2 separate regions of the Sus scrofa genome follow, and region 1 is linked to region 2. The links are chromatin contacts, called in public HiChIP or PLAC-seq maps. All regions are on one chromosome and are shown on one strand. Each heading gives the region's core, a stretch centred on a gene start, on an enhancer-like site or on the middle of the called end of the contact. The rest is flanking DNA. Distances are from core to core; before and after follow the strand shown. Region 1 holds the start of PTPN1 (protein tyrosine phosphatase, non-receptor type 1). Region 2 holds the start of UBE2V1 (ubiquitin conjugating enzyme E2 V1).

Region 1 (6,843 bases), core at 4,108-6,607, 350 kb after region 2:
ATGACCTGTGGCTCAAGGAAGACAGCATTGAACCAAATCGACTCAGTCTCTTTTCTCCATGAAGTTTATATTCGGTGGTAGAGACGGATGATAACAAACAAAATAAATACATAACATAATGCCACGTGCTAGCAGCAGGGAGAAAATGTGTCCTCAGATGTCTGATGAGTGCTGAGAAGGAAAAGCACAAGAGATTTGGGAAACCGTTCATTAGGGGACATCAGAAGGGGCCTCTCCAAGGAAGTGACATCTCAGCAGAGACTAGCTTGGTCTCCCTCTGATTCCCAAGCTCTTGAGGTAGTGCTGTCTCCCAGAAAAAAGACCAGGATGGATTTTTACCAGGAAACTTGCTGACACTGCTAAGTTAGGAGTCGATGATCCATCGGAGGTTTGATAAACAGCCATCCTTCTCTACTGACAACTCTTTAGGACATTTTAAAAAGTTTAATGGGTCATTGATTTCCTCCATTAGCTAAATATGTAAAGGGAAGGCCTAAGAAACCACGTGGGACCACTCCTCAGTCAGGCCTGCCAGGAAAATGCTTTAGCTGTCATGACACATGGTCATCTGTTTATTTTCTAACCAGTCATCACTAAAAGATTCCCAGTCACCACCATCACATCTCTGAGGGATACCACGGCTTGACTGGTTCTAGGCCAGGACTTGGCAAGGAACTGGCAGAGCTTTACAGACAAGAGTTATGCCTCAGAGAGCCCTGGAAGATTCTAGCACCTCGAGTCCCTCCTCCTGACCCAATGTCCGGGGCTTGGGACACAGACAAGAAGCTGAGGCCCCTACTCTCATGGAACATTATAGTGGGGGCAGGAAAAGGAAGCAAGCCAAGAAATAAAGAGGGGGGATTTTAGCCAGAGATAAGTACTATGACGCAAAAAACAGGGGCACTGGCAGAGGGTGACTGGGGGCTATTTCTTAGAGACTGTAGAGGTGACGTCTGACCTGAGACTTTAAGGGTGAGAAGATGTACAAGAAGAGTGGTCCAAGGAGCAGGAACAGCTGGTGCAAAGGTCCTGAGTTAGAAACTAGTTCAGGAGTTCCCATCATGGCTCAGCTGTTAATGAACCCAACGAGCATCCATGAGGACGTGGATTCAATCCCTGGCCTCATTCAGTGGGTTGGGGATCCGGCTTTGCCATGAGCAGTGGTGTAGGTCACAGATGTGGTTTGGATCTGGCATTGCTATGGCTGTGGTGTAGGCGGGCAGCTACAGCCCTGATATGACCCCTAGCCTGGGAACCTCCATATGCCGCAAGTATGGCCCTAAAAAGAAAAAAAGAAAGAAACTAGTTCAATGTGGTAGAGGACTTGTTGAGCATAGAGTACAAGGAGAGAGGGGAGGGAGTTCCCGTTGTGATTCTGAGGGTTTTGAACCTGTCTAGCATCCATGAGGAGACAGGTTCAATCCCTGGCCTCGCTCAGTGGGTTAAGGATCCCACATTGCTGCAAGCTGTAGCAGAGGTCACAGATGCATTTCAGATCTGGCATTGCTGTGGCTGTGGTGTAGGCCAGCAGCTACAGCTCGGATGAGATCCCTAGCTGGGAACTTCCATATGCCACATGTGCAGGCCTAAAAGGAAAAAAAAAAAAGAAAAAAAAAAGAAGGAAAGAAAAGAAAAAGAGAAGGGGAGTTCCCTGGTGGCACAGCAGGTTAAGGATCAGGCATTGTCTCTATAGTGGCTCTGGTTGCTGCTGTGGCATAGGTTTGATCTCTGGCCTAGGAACTTCCACATTAAGTAGGTGCAGCCCACCTGCCTCCCTCCCCCCCAAAAAAAAAGAGAAGGAGAGAGGTTGGGGAGCTAGGGTTAGGACTTATTTGGGTTTCATTCTAAGAAGCATGGGAAGCTATTGGAGGGATTTTCATGATCCAAAAATTAAAATGGCACTCTGGCTGCTTCTTTGTAAAGACTGGATATGATGGTCATTAGCTGATACCTGAAATTAGGGGTTTCATTCAGGATCAATATTTGTGACAAAGTTTTACCCTCTGCTACTATAGTAGGTGGAGTGAGGGCCCTCAAAAAGGTATGTCCAAGTCCTAACCCCCAGAACCTGGAATATAACCTGACTTAGAAAAAGGGTCTTTGCAGACATAACTAAATTTTTTTTTTTTTTCCTTTTTAGGGCTGCACCCGTGGCATATGGAGGCTCCCACGCTAGGGGTCCAATCGGAGCTGTAGTTGCTGGCCTACGCCACAGCCACAGCAACACGGGATCTGAGCGGCATCTGTGATCTACACCACAGCTCATGGCAACGCCAGATCCTTAACCTACTGAGTGAGGCCAGGGATGGAACCTGCGTCCTCATGGATGCTAGTCAGATTCGTTTCTGCTGAGCCACAGTGGTAACTCTGCAAACGTAGTTAATTTAAGGATCTCAAAATGAGATCATCTTGAATCACCTGGGAATACCAAATCATCCTGGATTAGAAAAGGTCCTTACTATACTTGTCAAATGACAGGTGTCCTTGAAAGAGTGAAGCAGGAGGAGATTAGACAGCAGGAAAAGGAGCCACAGAGAACTGTGTAAAGAGACAGGGACTGGTTTTATGCTACCACAAGCTGAGGAATGATTGAAGCCGCCGGTCAAAGAGGCAAAGGATTCTCCCCAAGGGACCTCAAAGAGAGTGTGGCCCTGACAACACAGTGACCTCAGACTTCTGGCCTCCAAACTGTTCAAAAATATGTTTCTGTTGGTTTAAGCCACCAATTTGTGATTGATCATTTGTTATGGCCACTCTAGGTAACTAATACATCCATTGATTACACATGGACCCTGCTCTAGCCTCCTGCACCCCCTTCCCACTCCTCCACCAAGATCGTGTGCATAGCGTTGGCCCCATTCAAAGCCTGGTCCAGTCACTGGGTGGCACTCCCTGCAGGCATGAGGGCCACTTGGGCTCCAGATTAGTGTTTGATTTATTTACTTACTTAGCTCAGCTCACAGGGAGAGGAATGGACCAGCCCTGTTCTCTGTCCCCCTCAAGGAGCTCTCAGTTCTGTGAGTTCCAGACAAACTAGCACTCGAAGAAATAAGGGCAGAAAGAGTACATGAACCTGGAGAGTCACTTAAATGGCTAAGACTTTAATTAGGCAGCTTCAAAGTGTGAGGTTTCCAAACTTTTCACCCAAATGGGCATCTTTTGTTAATTTCCCCCTCCTTGGAATACTCAGTTTCCAAAGACATTGTCTATCAAACCAATTGCATTTATCCAATAAGAATGTACCTCCTTGAGTTCCTGATACGGCTCAGTGGGTTAAGAAACTGACTAGTATCCATGAGGATGAGGGTTCGATCCTTAGCCTCGCTCAATGGGTTAAGGATCTGGCGTTTCTGTAAGCTGCAGTGTAGGCCAAAGATGGGACTCAGATCTGGCGTTCCTCTGGCTGTGGTGTAATCCGGCAGCTGCAGCTCCGATTCAACCCCTAGCCTAGGAACGTCCATGTGGCACAGGTGCGGCCCAAAAAAAAAAAAATTTTTTTTTAAGTTTTTTTTTAAGAATTTACCTCCTAGAGTTCCCTGGTGGCTCAGTGTTTTAAAGACCTGGCTTTGTCACTACTGTGGTGCAGTTTCCACCCCTGGCCTGGGAACTTCCACATGGTTATTTATTTATAAATAAATAATTTAACTTAAAAAAATGTAAAATAAACTGGCCTTAAAAAGACTTAAAAAAAGAATTTATCTCCCATTTGCTGTTAATTGAAGGTATATAATAATGAAGGGTCATATTAATTGATCAACTCATTATACTGAAAGCATTATAAATACTCTTTCAATCTTCACACCACCCTATGAAGTAGGTACTTTTTTTTTTTTTGTCTTTTTAGGGCTGCACATGTGGCATATGAAGGTTCCCAGGCTAGGGGTCATATCAGAGCTGTAGCTGCCCGCCTACACCACAACCATAGCAATGCCAGATCTGAGCTGTGTCTGCAACCTACACCACATCTTGCAGCAACGCTGAATCCTTTAATCCACTGAGCAAGGCTAGGGATCGAAGCTGCGTCCTCACGGATGCTAGTCAGATTTGTTTCTGCTGAGCCACGACAGGGACTCCTGAAGTGGGTACTTTTATTATCTTCATTTAACAAAGAAGGGAAAGAAGGCAGAGAAGGGGTAGGTAATTTGCCCAAGGTTGCACAGCTAGTGTTTGGTTGCGTTGGAATTTGGAATCAGCCTGGCTCCAAAGCAAGCACTCCCCTGGAGACTACTTAGAATCCTGGCTTCCATACCAATATGCAAAGCTACACTGGACAAGTGATTTTGCCTCTCTGCACCTCAGTTTCCTCACCTGTAAAATGGGAATGATACCAGTGTCTATATTGTAGGGTTGTTGTAGAGATTAAATGAGAAAGTGTACTTGGAATGCCAGGCACAGTGCCTGCCATAAGCATTCAAGGAATGAGCTGGAATTCAACACAGCTGCTTCTTGGGAGGCTTGAGATGGGAAGAGTGAACAGAGATAATTCTGTCCTCCTCTAGGTCTCTGACCCCATGGAATTCGCAATCTCCACATAACGTGTCAGGACCAAAACTGGATGGCTTAAAGTAGAATCTGTGGGAAGGAAACCTGACCAGCCCTTCTCATATGTGCTTCAAAGATCATAGATATAGAATTAGCTGGAGTTGCCCGTGAAAAATACAGATTCCTGTATCCGAATCCTTTGGAGGTGGACCCAGAAATCTGCCATTATTCAACACACGAATGCACCATGGAATTTGTGCTCCACTGAGTCCAGTCTGAGCAGGTTTTCCTTCCTACTTTGGGAAAAAGTGAAAATCATTACAAGACCCCAATCCATTCATTCTTGCAATGCCCAAGATAGGAGACTCCAAATGGAAATCTTGAGTTTCAGACAAGGATAGTACATTCAGGGGGCACCAGCAGCCTGGTAAATCAGGAAGCTCTAAGTTGTCATGAAAAAAACGCGCATATCTTGCTGGAGGCGGGAAGATAGAAGGGGAGCGTTCAGCGGCCCCCACCCCCGCAGCTTGGAGCACTTAGGCCTGGGCCCTGGAGCTGCAGGAAACAGGGATGATGCTTCAAAGTCACTCTCTGACTCAATGGACCACGTGGAGGCTTAAACTCTAAATCTGTGGGGGCTTTGCAAACCCACGCGCGTGGGCGGGGCTCCCGGGGGTCGCCTAAGCAACCGGCGCGTGCCACGCCCAAGCCCGGAGCCCAGGATGGGAGGAGGAAGCGCACGCTGCAAGATATCTCGCGGGGCTGAGGCGGCTCTCCTCAGCACCTCCCCCGACTCCGCCCTGCGGAAGTGCTCGATGACGTTTTGAACGCTTATTGGTCCTTCCGCTTGAGGGGCGGAGCCCGCGGCAGCGCTGTGCGTACTTCCGGCTGCCGGGTTGACATGAAGAAGCAGCGGCGGCCGGGGCGGCGGTAGCGGCCGGAGTCGAGGTTTGCTGCGGGACTCCGGGCGGAGTGTGCGAAGCGGCCGAGAGAAACAGACGGCGCAGTGGGCCCAGGAGGAGGCGCAGCAGCCGCCCTGGCCGGTCATGGAGATGGAAAAGGAGTTCGAGCAGATCGACAAGGCCGGGAACTGGGCGGCCATTTACCAGGTGCGGGAGCTCCCCGGAGCGCGGCAGGCCCTTCGCTTAGGCCTCGTGAACCTTCTCTTCAGACCCCAGACCCCTTTCTCCGCCTGGGTCCCGCCCTCCGCTCAGCCCTGCTGCTTGAGGATTCGGTCCGACGGCAGCGGAGGCCGGTCCCCTCTCTTTGTCCCCCGGGTGGGTCTGCGTCTCTCCCTGGCTTCGCAGTCCCCTTTGATTTCCCACCTACCTCATATCCTCCAGCCCGGGTGACCTCTCAGTCCTGGGAGCCGCCCGCCTCTGCTCCCCCTTGCACCCCGACCCCGCCCCCCTGCCTGTCCAGTCTTTGTCCCCAGGGGTTGATAGAACACCCCCACTACTTCCTTTTCTAAACTGGACCACCTCAAACTGTCTTCCTTTGTCTCTCTGGGGGAAAGGGTTGCTCTCCCCTCCCTCCTTTACATTTCCTTTCCCCTAGTGTGTGTCGAGTCCCATGGATGACAGTCCCTTCCCCCTTCCTGTTCATTCATTTAATGGGTCTGAATTGGCGTGCCTCTTCCGTGCTAGGCACTGCCTAGGCGTTGGAGGTAGTGTTTGCTGGACAAGACAGACAAGATCCTGTCCCCCGTGGAGCTGCGAGTCGAATAGGACGGTCAGACACAAAAGCAAATAATTTCAGATGGCGACAAGTGCTGTGAAGAAAACAAAACATAACGGGGTGAAGAGTAACTTTAGGGGAAAGTGGGCTACCTCAGAGAATGGGATCAGGGAAGATCTGTCAGAGGAAGAGACGTCTGCTCTGTGAGCTAAGCCCTGAGAGTGTCAGACTCTTGCTTTCTAGCCGGGAAGCCAGTAGTACCCACTCCACTGGGCCAAAATATTACCCTGTGTCGGACAAGCAACAGGGAAGATTAACCTTTTTTATCCCTCTCTAAAATAGTATCTTTCCTCCATGAGCATCTTATCCTTTGATCATGGTTGAGATGATCGTGTCTTCCCAGTCCTCATCTTCTTGTGGGTTATGGTGGTTCAGAAATGAAAAGTTAGGAAGGTGGGGGTTCTCACATATCGCCACATCTTCAGATTAAAAAGACCCAGAGGTCTGCTTTCCCAAACAGCTAAATCCTCTGAAGAAAATACGTGCTGCCTATTAAATGTCATTGTGGGGGTTGTGAGGATTAACCAAAACCACACTCGGTGTTTTAAATAAGCAATGTACAGAATAGAGAGATGTTGTTACTTGTGTAAAGGGAGAAGGCAGTTTATTCTGTTTGGGGCTTAT
Region 2 (7,041 bases), core at 2,542-5,041:
CAGGGCCCATGTCGTACAAAAGGCACTCAGCTGGTATCATTCTTGTGTGTCTCACCGTGTGAGCATCTTAAGGTGCCAGTTGGAGCTAAGAGACCACAGGTTCTCATCTCCCAGCTCCAGCTGCTCCTGGGGAACACCCCTGAATGAAATGGAAGACCACGTAATATCCACTGCCCATTTAGTTAAATGTTCATTTGAGGAGTGTGTGTATGAGGCCACTCCAGCATATGCAAATTTAAAACGCAAAGGGATTACTCTTCTGGTACTCAAGTTTCTGGTTAATTGTCAGGGAAGACTGTAGGCGGCTGGGTGAGAGGAAAGGCCTGGCAACCAAGAGCTACTCTTTGAGGTCCTGCAATCTTGGCCAGGGCAGCATGGGCATCCTGAGGATTCTAGTGTACTTTCCACAGTCCCACACCCTAAGAGCTAGGCAGAAGTCACACACTGCAGAACCAAAGGAGGTGAGAAGGTGTTGCCAAGTGTTAAAAGCAGTGACCACAAAAAACTAAGCCCTTATAGGAACTCAAAGGCTTCACAGCTGTTTCCTGGCAACCAGGGGCATGGATTAATCAAGAGGCTTGTTCTAAACCAGTCTAGGGAAGGCCTCAGGGCCTCTGACCACACCTGAAAGGCTTCTCAGGGTTAGCAGAGAGGCCTGTACACTTATTTTAGTATAATACAAATAAAATCTTTCTGCTTCGACCGTAGCACTCTGCACTCTTACTGCTTGGAAGCAGATATCGGATCTTTCTCCTCTTTTTAAGACTCTCATTTATTCATTCAACAAATATTTACTGAATGTCTCTTTCAGACCAAACACTTGTTAATGGCTTCCCTTCACACAGAATAAAATCCAAAACCAAGAGTTCCCGCTGTGGTGCAAGGGGTTAAGAATCCAATTGCAGTGGCTGGGGTCACTGTGGAGGCATGGATTGGATCCCAGGCCCAGCTCAGTGGGTTAAAGGATCCTGCACTGCTATAGCTGATGTGTAGACTGGATTCAATCTCAGGTCCAGGAATCTCCATATGCCCAGGGTGCAGCCATTAAAAAAAAAGAAGGGGAAAAAAAAAAATCCAAAGCCGTATCTCTGCAACCCATCTCTTTAAGAAGACTTCCTTGCACACTAAGGCCTTTATTTTATTCTTTCAGCATGCCAAGCTTCATCCTGCCACGGGGCCTTTGCACTCACTGTCTCCCCCTCCCCTGCCTGTGACACACACTGTTGGCTCCTTCCATCATTTGTCTCAGTTCAAATGCCCCTTCTTGGAGAAGCCTTTCCTGACCACCTCTCCAGACACTATTACATTACACAATTCCCTTCACAGCATTTACTGTTATCTGAAATCTTCTTAATTATTTTGTCCTTTAATGGGCTTCTTCCTGACTTGAAGAGAAGCTCCTCAAGGACAGGGACTATGTCCATCTTGTTCGCTATTCACACGGAACACAGCAAACCCTTAATAATATACCTGTTGAATAAATAAAGGAGTTCTGGGAAACCCATTTTAGGGCAACTCAAAACCTGTTCCATCTTATCTAAACCATGCCAAGTGTTCTTATATGCCACTAGACAGCAGCTGAAGATGTTTTATCTGACCACCACAGCATTTATGAAGAACTCTTCAACTGGCAGGGCCTCAAGAAGTTAGAATTAGGTAGCTGTTAAACCGGATTATAGGTAGCCACTATCAAGTGATTGCCAACAGGGCTGAGTTGCAAGAGCACCATAATGCTGGCTGCTCCAGGCACAGTGCACCCCCCTGTTCATAGCAACCTGGCAGGGGTGTTATTCTAGTGAGAGGTTTCCCACAGCAGTCTGGCCTGACTCAGCCTCTCTCTTCTGAGAATGTCTCTGGCGGTCTCTTGGTAAATGAACTGACTCAGCACTGTTCCAACTGAAATCAAAATCTAGGAAAATGATGTATGGTTTCCTCTGTCCTCTAGGAAGACCCCATTGCTTTAAGTATAAAAGGCAGCCTGTGGCAGGTGACTTCAGTCAGATCCCCCACTTCAAATTCCCTCTATTCCCACTATAACAATCAGCCAAAGATGGCTCCTTAGGATACTGGAGGGGGACCATCGTTGAAAGACACACTCCCCCCACCCTGTTCACTTTGGGTCACCGACTCTCTCCTAACAACACTGCTGCAGCATCAGATTTCAATGTCCGGGCTGGTGGTCCTGTTTGCTTTTTCCATCACAGGTCACCCACTGTCACCTCATCTGGGAGGACTTCACTGGCCAATTTGACTGCCAGGCACCTCAGGGGACAGCATCCTCACCAAAAGGGAGGGAGACACTGTCATTCCCAAATCCTGCATTTCCAGAATCAGACTCTCTTGCATCATCAACCCCTCTGAGGGACCTTCCTCAGGCAATCCTCAGCCTGCCTGCTCCAGAAGGCCATTTGAGTCCATCCCCTGATGCTCAACTGGGAGTGTTAACTCTGAAACAGACCCTTCAGGATTTGATCCTCTGGCACATCTCAGAAATGTAGAGCAGGGAATCCAGTTTCAAAATAAATGCTACTTCCCTTTATCTACTAGGGCCTGGTAGACCCCCCCCTCCACACACACACACAAAGTGTAGCCCCCTCATGCTCTCTTGCCTCTCAGCCTTCTTCTCCAGTCACCCAAGGTTCCCATTTCACTTGTCCCTCTCCCCATGCCCATCAAGTCGATGGAGAACTGCTGAGCTGAACAACCATGTGTTATCAATATTCAAAAGAGTGGAAAGGAGTGACACTCAATAAAGATCTTTTCTAAAAGAAATATTTCTGAAACCCGACCTTTTCTTACTGTCACCCACTGCATGGGGCTTCCCTCAGTTGACTCCTACCCCAGACACCTCCAGGGCTCCCAATTCATCTCTTCTTCGCCCAGTATCGCAGGCTTCCACCAACTGCCCTACCCGGAGCTATCCAAAAACCTAACATCTATCTTCTCAAATAGGGGCCTGGTAACCATGGGGTCATTTCACTTTCTGATGCTCCAACGAGATCCCGCTGGAATCCGAGAAATCCTTTTCCCCTTCTCTTATCCTGTAGAGATACCCCGAATCTCCCCAAAAGCAGACACCCCAGACACCCCCTTTCTAATCAACATAGAAATTTCCTCAGCTAACCCCATCCCCAAAACTAACACTGGAGTCGTCCCCTGAACCAATGGGGGATCCTCTCAATCACTTCTCAGAATGCTGTTTCCTTCCCCCATCCATCCGGAGAGGCTTCTCTGAAGTCCCCGCTAAATGGACATCCCACGGTTGCTTCCCCCCCGCCTAGACCCTCAGCACCCAATAAAGGACTTCCATTCGTTTGGGGGAGCCTCCTCGTCCTCCAGAGAACCCCTTGATCTCCCCCCAGAGAGCCGCCAGCTCCAGTCTCCTCAGGGGTGTCTCTGGGCTCACCCCTCGCCCGCTCTCGCCGCCCAGCAGCGCAGCGGGGCCGGGCCCTTCCTCTCAGCTGGGCCCTCACACCGCCCGGGGGAGCCTCTGGGCCTTGCCGCGCCTCCCACAGGCCCCTCAGGCCCCCGCCCGTGCTTCCGGCCACCGCCTGCTCCTCCTCCCCACTCAGGCCGCCTGGGTCGCCGCCGTGGGGCCCAGCAGACAGAGGCAACGCAGAGACCCTAGCCCCGCAGCAAGGGCCTTTGCAGGTCCCCCGCCCCCGGCCCGAACCCCTGCCCCCTCGGCCGGCCGGGCCCGGCGCCCCCGCTCACCCGAGCCCGTGGTGGCTGCCATCTTGCGTCGCTGTCGCTCAAAGGCCGGCCCCTTCTTCACCCCCCGCCCGTCCCGGGGCCTTTCTACGCATGCGTGTGCGCATGCGCAAATCCCTCCGCTGACGCCAGCTCCGCAGACCGCGGGACCCGTTGCCGGGAAGGTTTTTTTTTTTCTGCCCTTTAGGAGAGGAAATATTTGCGTGCGCCATGGCCAGCAGCTTGCAAGGTCCTTCAGGTTTGGGTGCGAAGGAGCTATTGAGGTGCTTGGTGAGAAAGGCAAGGGTGATCAGACTTGGAAAGGCGTGACTGGGAAAGAAAAAGATAAGAAAGCTTAAAAAAACCCGCGTATTGTCATAACCTATAATGGAATATAATTTGCAAAACAACAACAGCACCACACCACAAAAACCTGAATCCCTATGCTGTGCACCTAAAGCTAACACAGTATTGTAAATCGATAAAAGTAAAAAAGTAAACATGCAAATTTATAATATATTTTTTAAAATGCCTATTTTGCTTTAAGCATTTTCCTATCTAGTTGGATCTTCACATTTCTACCAGGTGGGGATAAAAGAATGAAGCTGGGATTAAACTGCAGAGTGAAGGGAAGAGGTGTTAACCGATTTAACTAAACTCAGCTGTTAAGTGCCTCAGTCAGAATTTGAATGTGGGCCAGGTGTCTTGCTTCCAGGATGGATGCTCCCAGGCCAGAAGGGTCTTATAGAAGGGTAGCTAAAATGGTTTGGGGGGCATTAAAGTGTCAAGGAACGCATTCCCCATTCGCTTGTTCCTTCCTTCATTCATTATATCAAACAAATATTTACTAAGTATCTATTATGTGCCAGATGCAGTCCTAGGTGCTAAGGATGACTATAATCCCTGAAAAAGCAAGCCCTTGCTCTCATGGGCTTACATTTTAGTTGGAGACAGGAAGAAAGTAAACAAGTGGGAAAGAACATAACTATAATAGGATAGAGAGTAAACTAGAGAAGGAGTGGTCAGGGAGGGCCTTCTAAGGCCTCCTTCAAACTTCAATAAGGACCTGAATAATAGGAAGGAGGTAGAGGGAATGGCATGTGCAAAGGCCCTGGGGACATTTTGCAAATGTTAAATCCAGAAGAAACTCTTCAATCTTAAATGTTCTGAGAAGCCCTTAATATGGATATAGAAACTGATGCTGAGAGAGGTGAAAAGATTGCCTCAAGGTAACACAGCTAAATATGGGCAGAGAAAACACCAGGGCTTTCAGTGCAGAGGAACAAGGAAGTTGGAAGCCTTCACTCAGTGCATGCAATTCATCATTCTGTTCTGACAGCAGTGTCTCCTAAGCATCTCTCTTCTCCATCCACTTCTTCCAGGCTCCCCCTTTCTCCCACTTGGATGACCTAGCAGCCTCCATTCTTGCCCTCATGTTCCATTCTCCTTATGGCAGCCTGAGTCTGCTCAAAACATCCTTCAACTTAACTTTTCAGTGGCTCCCCATTCTCACAGAATAAAACACAGACTTTGCAAGTTGAGGGACCACAGAACACTTATCCAACAAGGAGAGTCATTAGACTGAAAGGGGGCCAAGACTGAAATCTTGCTCAGACAACAAGCAGAACCAGGACTCGCCAGGGCAAATCAAGATGTTATCCACCCTACTACCCACAAGACCTGGCACCTAGGGCCAGGACTAGGATCGGGCCAGTGAGGTGTTTAGGGCACCCAACCTAAAGGGGCTTTCACTCTCAGATCTAGGCTCTGCGCTTGCACCACCCTTCAAATGAGTGCCTCCCTAAAATCTGCACCCTGGGTGTCTTACTTCCTCCCTCCCCTGCCTGAACCTCTTAAGACTTGCTGTCCCTCTCTAGCTACACTGGCCCTTTTCAAGACCTCTGGTATGCATGTCCTCTTCCTCCTCAGGGCTTTTGCCTGCGTTGTTCCAACTCTTCCCAGCTCCAGCACTGCCCTTTCAGGGACGCTATCCCTGATTTCTCCAACCAGCTCAAATTCAGCTATGATTCTCAGAGTGCCACTTGTGTCTTCTTCCCAGCAGTGGCTGCCTGCAATCATCTTGACATTATTCTGTGTATCACATGATTCAAGTTTACCTTGAAGGGCACAGAAAATATTTGCCCCCTGACTTTAGGTCACTGTAAACGTCAAGATAGCAAGTGGGAGGTTTTTGGGCTCCTTAGCTGGGCTCACCTCTGGAATGAAATTTTCTGGGTTCGGGGCCTGCTTCACCACTCACTTTGCAGTCTGACTTCAAGCAAGAGACTTGAACCTCTCTTGGCATCAATTTCCTCTTGTGAAAAGGGGGATGACAGTACCAACTTCATAGGGTTACTGTGGAGATAAATACGTTGATAAACGCATTGGCACTGAGGGAGAAGGGGATACTAGAAGAGCTGACGTTTATCAAGCTGTCATATCCAGCTCTTAATCCTCAAAACTCAATGCAACAACTCCCAGGAATAGCCCCATTTTTTCAGATGAGAAAACAGACTCAGAGCTAACAGGTGGAGGCGTGAAGATTAAAACACAAGCCTCTCATCCACAATGCTCATAATTATTTACTGGCATAGATTCCTTGGTTCCCGCAGGAAACTTCTGGCAAGCAAAACTCACAATAAGACTAACTCCACAGAGCGCTTCGAAGGAGGAGTAAATTAACCCCGACAGCCCGTGGCATGCTGGTTATTATAGGCTAGCGGTGTCGCAGAGCCTGCTGGGAGTTGTAGTCCTCCCTAAACTAAAGCTCTCGTAGAGGCTCCGCCCCCTCCCCGGAGGTCGCCGCCAGACCTTAGAGCTGCATTATTTCTGTCGCCTGTACTCCCTTCGGTCTCTGCGCTTGAGCTGGTGGTAGCTTCAGCGGGTGAGGATGAGAGTCTTGTTTTATTGGATTCGTGGGAATATTAAAATGGCTAATAGAACTGAAGAATTTAGAAAAAGACTTGGCACAGAGCGAGTGGTATATAAATATTAGTTGCTGCCATTATTAGTTTTTATTTTTATTTTTTATAGTTGCTACCATTATTATTATTTTTACTGTTATCATTTCCTCAGTGACTCCTGCTAAGTAGCTATCATCTCGACATTTGTCATCTGTGGAAACAGACTCGGTGGAGTAGGATGGCTTTCCCAGGGTCATGTAATAAGCAGTAAAATCAGGTTTGGAAGCCAGTTCATTCAACTATGGGGCACTTGATATTTCCTCTATGGTGAGGGAGCTGAAGCCTGGGAAGTTTTAAGCAAAACTTAAGCGGGTTTGCATTTTTACAAAGTGCAGCCTGGCTGCCTCAAGGAAATTGAATTGGGTGGCAGCAAGACTGGAGGTGAAGA

What was found. HiChIP or PLAC-seq counts read pairs in DNA pulled down with a chosen protein or histone mark.
Region 1: a contact with region 2 is called in an H3K27ac HiChIP or PLAC-seq map of alveolar macrophages. The contact joins the promoter of PTPN1 here to the promoter of UBE2V1 in region 2. A contact is called at or near these places in 1 of 5 promoter capture datasets (liver) and 2 of 2 datasets of contacts at active chromatin or transcription factors (alveolar macrophages and skeletal muscle).

Annotation. Positions count from the first base shown.
Region 1 is chr17:52,011,747-52,018,589 of Sscrofa11.1, forward strand. PTPN1 (protein tyrosine phosphatase, non-receptor type 1) reads left to right here and starts at 5,358. Exons shown (of 10, transcript NM_001113435.1): 1 at 5,358-5,591. The coding sequence starts at 5,529.
Region 2 is chr17:51,660,707-51,667,747 of Sscrofa11.1, forward strand. It overlaps UBE2V1 (ubiquitin conjugating enzyme E2 V1), which reads right to left and starts at 3,792. Exons shown (of 4, transcript NM_001205094.1): 1 at 3,715-3,792. The coding sequence starts at 3,736. LOC110257429 (a long non-coding RNA gene) reads left to right here and starts at 6,479. Exons shown (of 4, transcript XR_002340005.1): 1 at 6,479-7,041.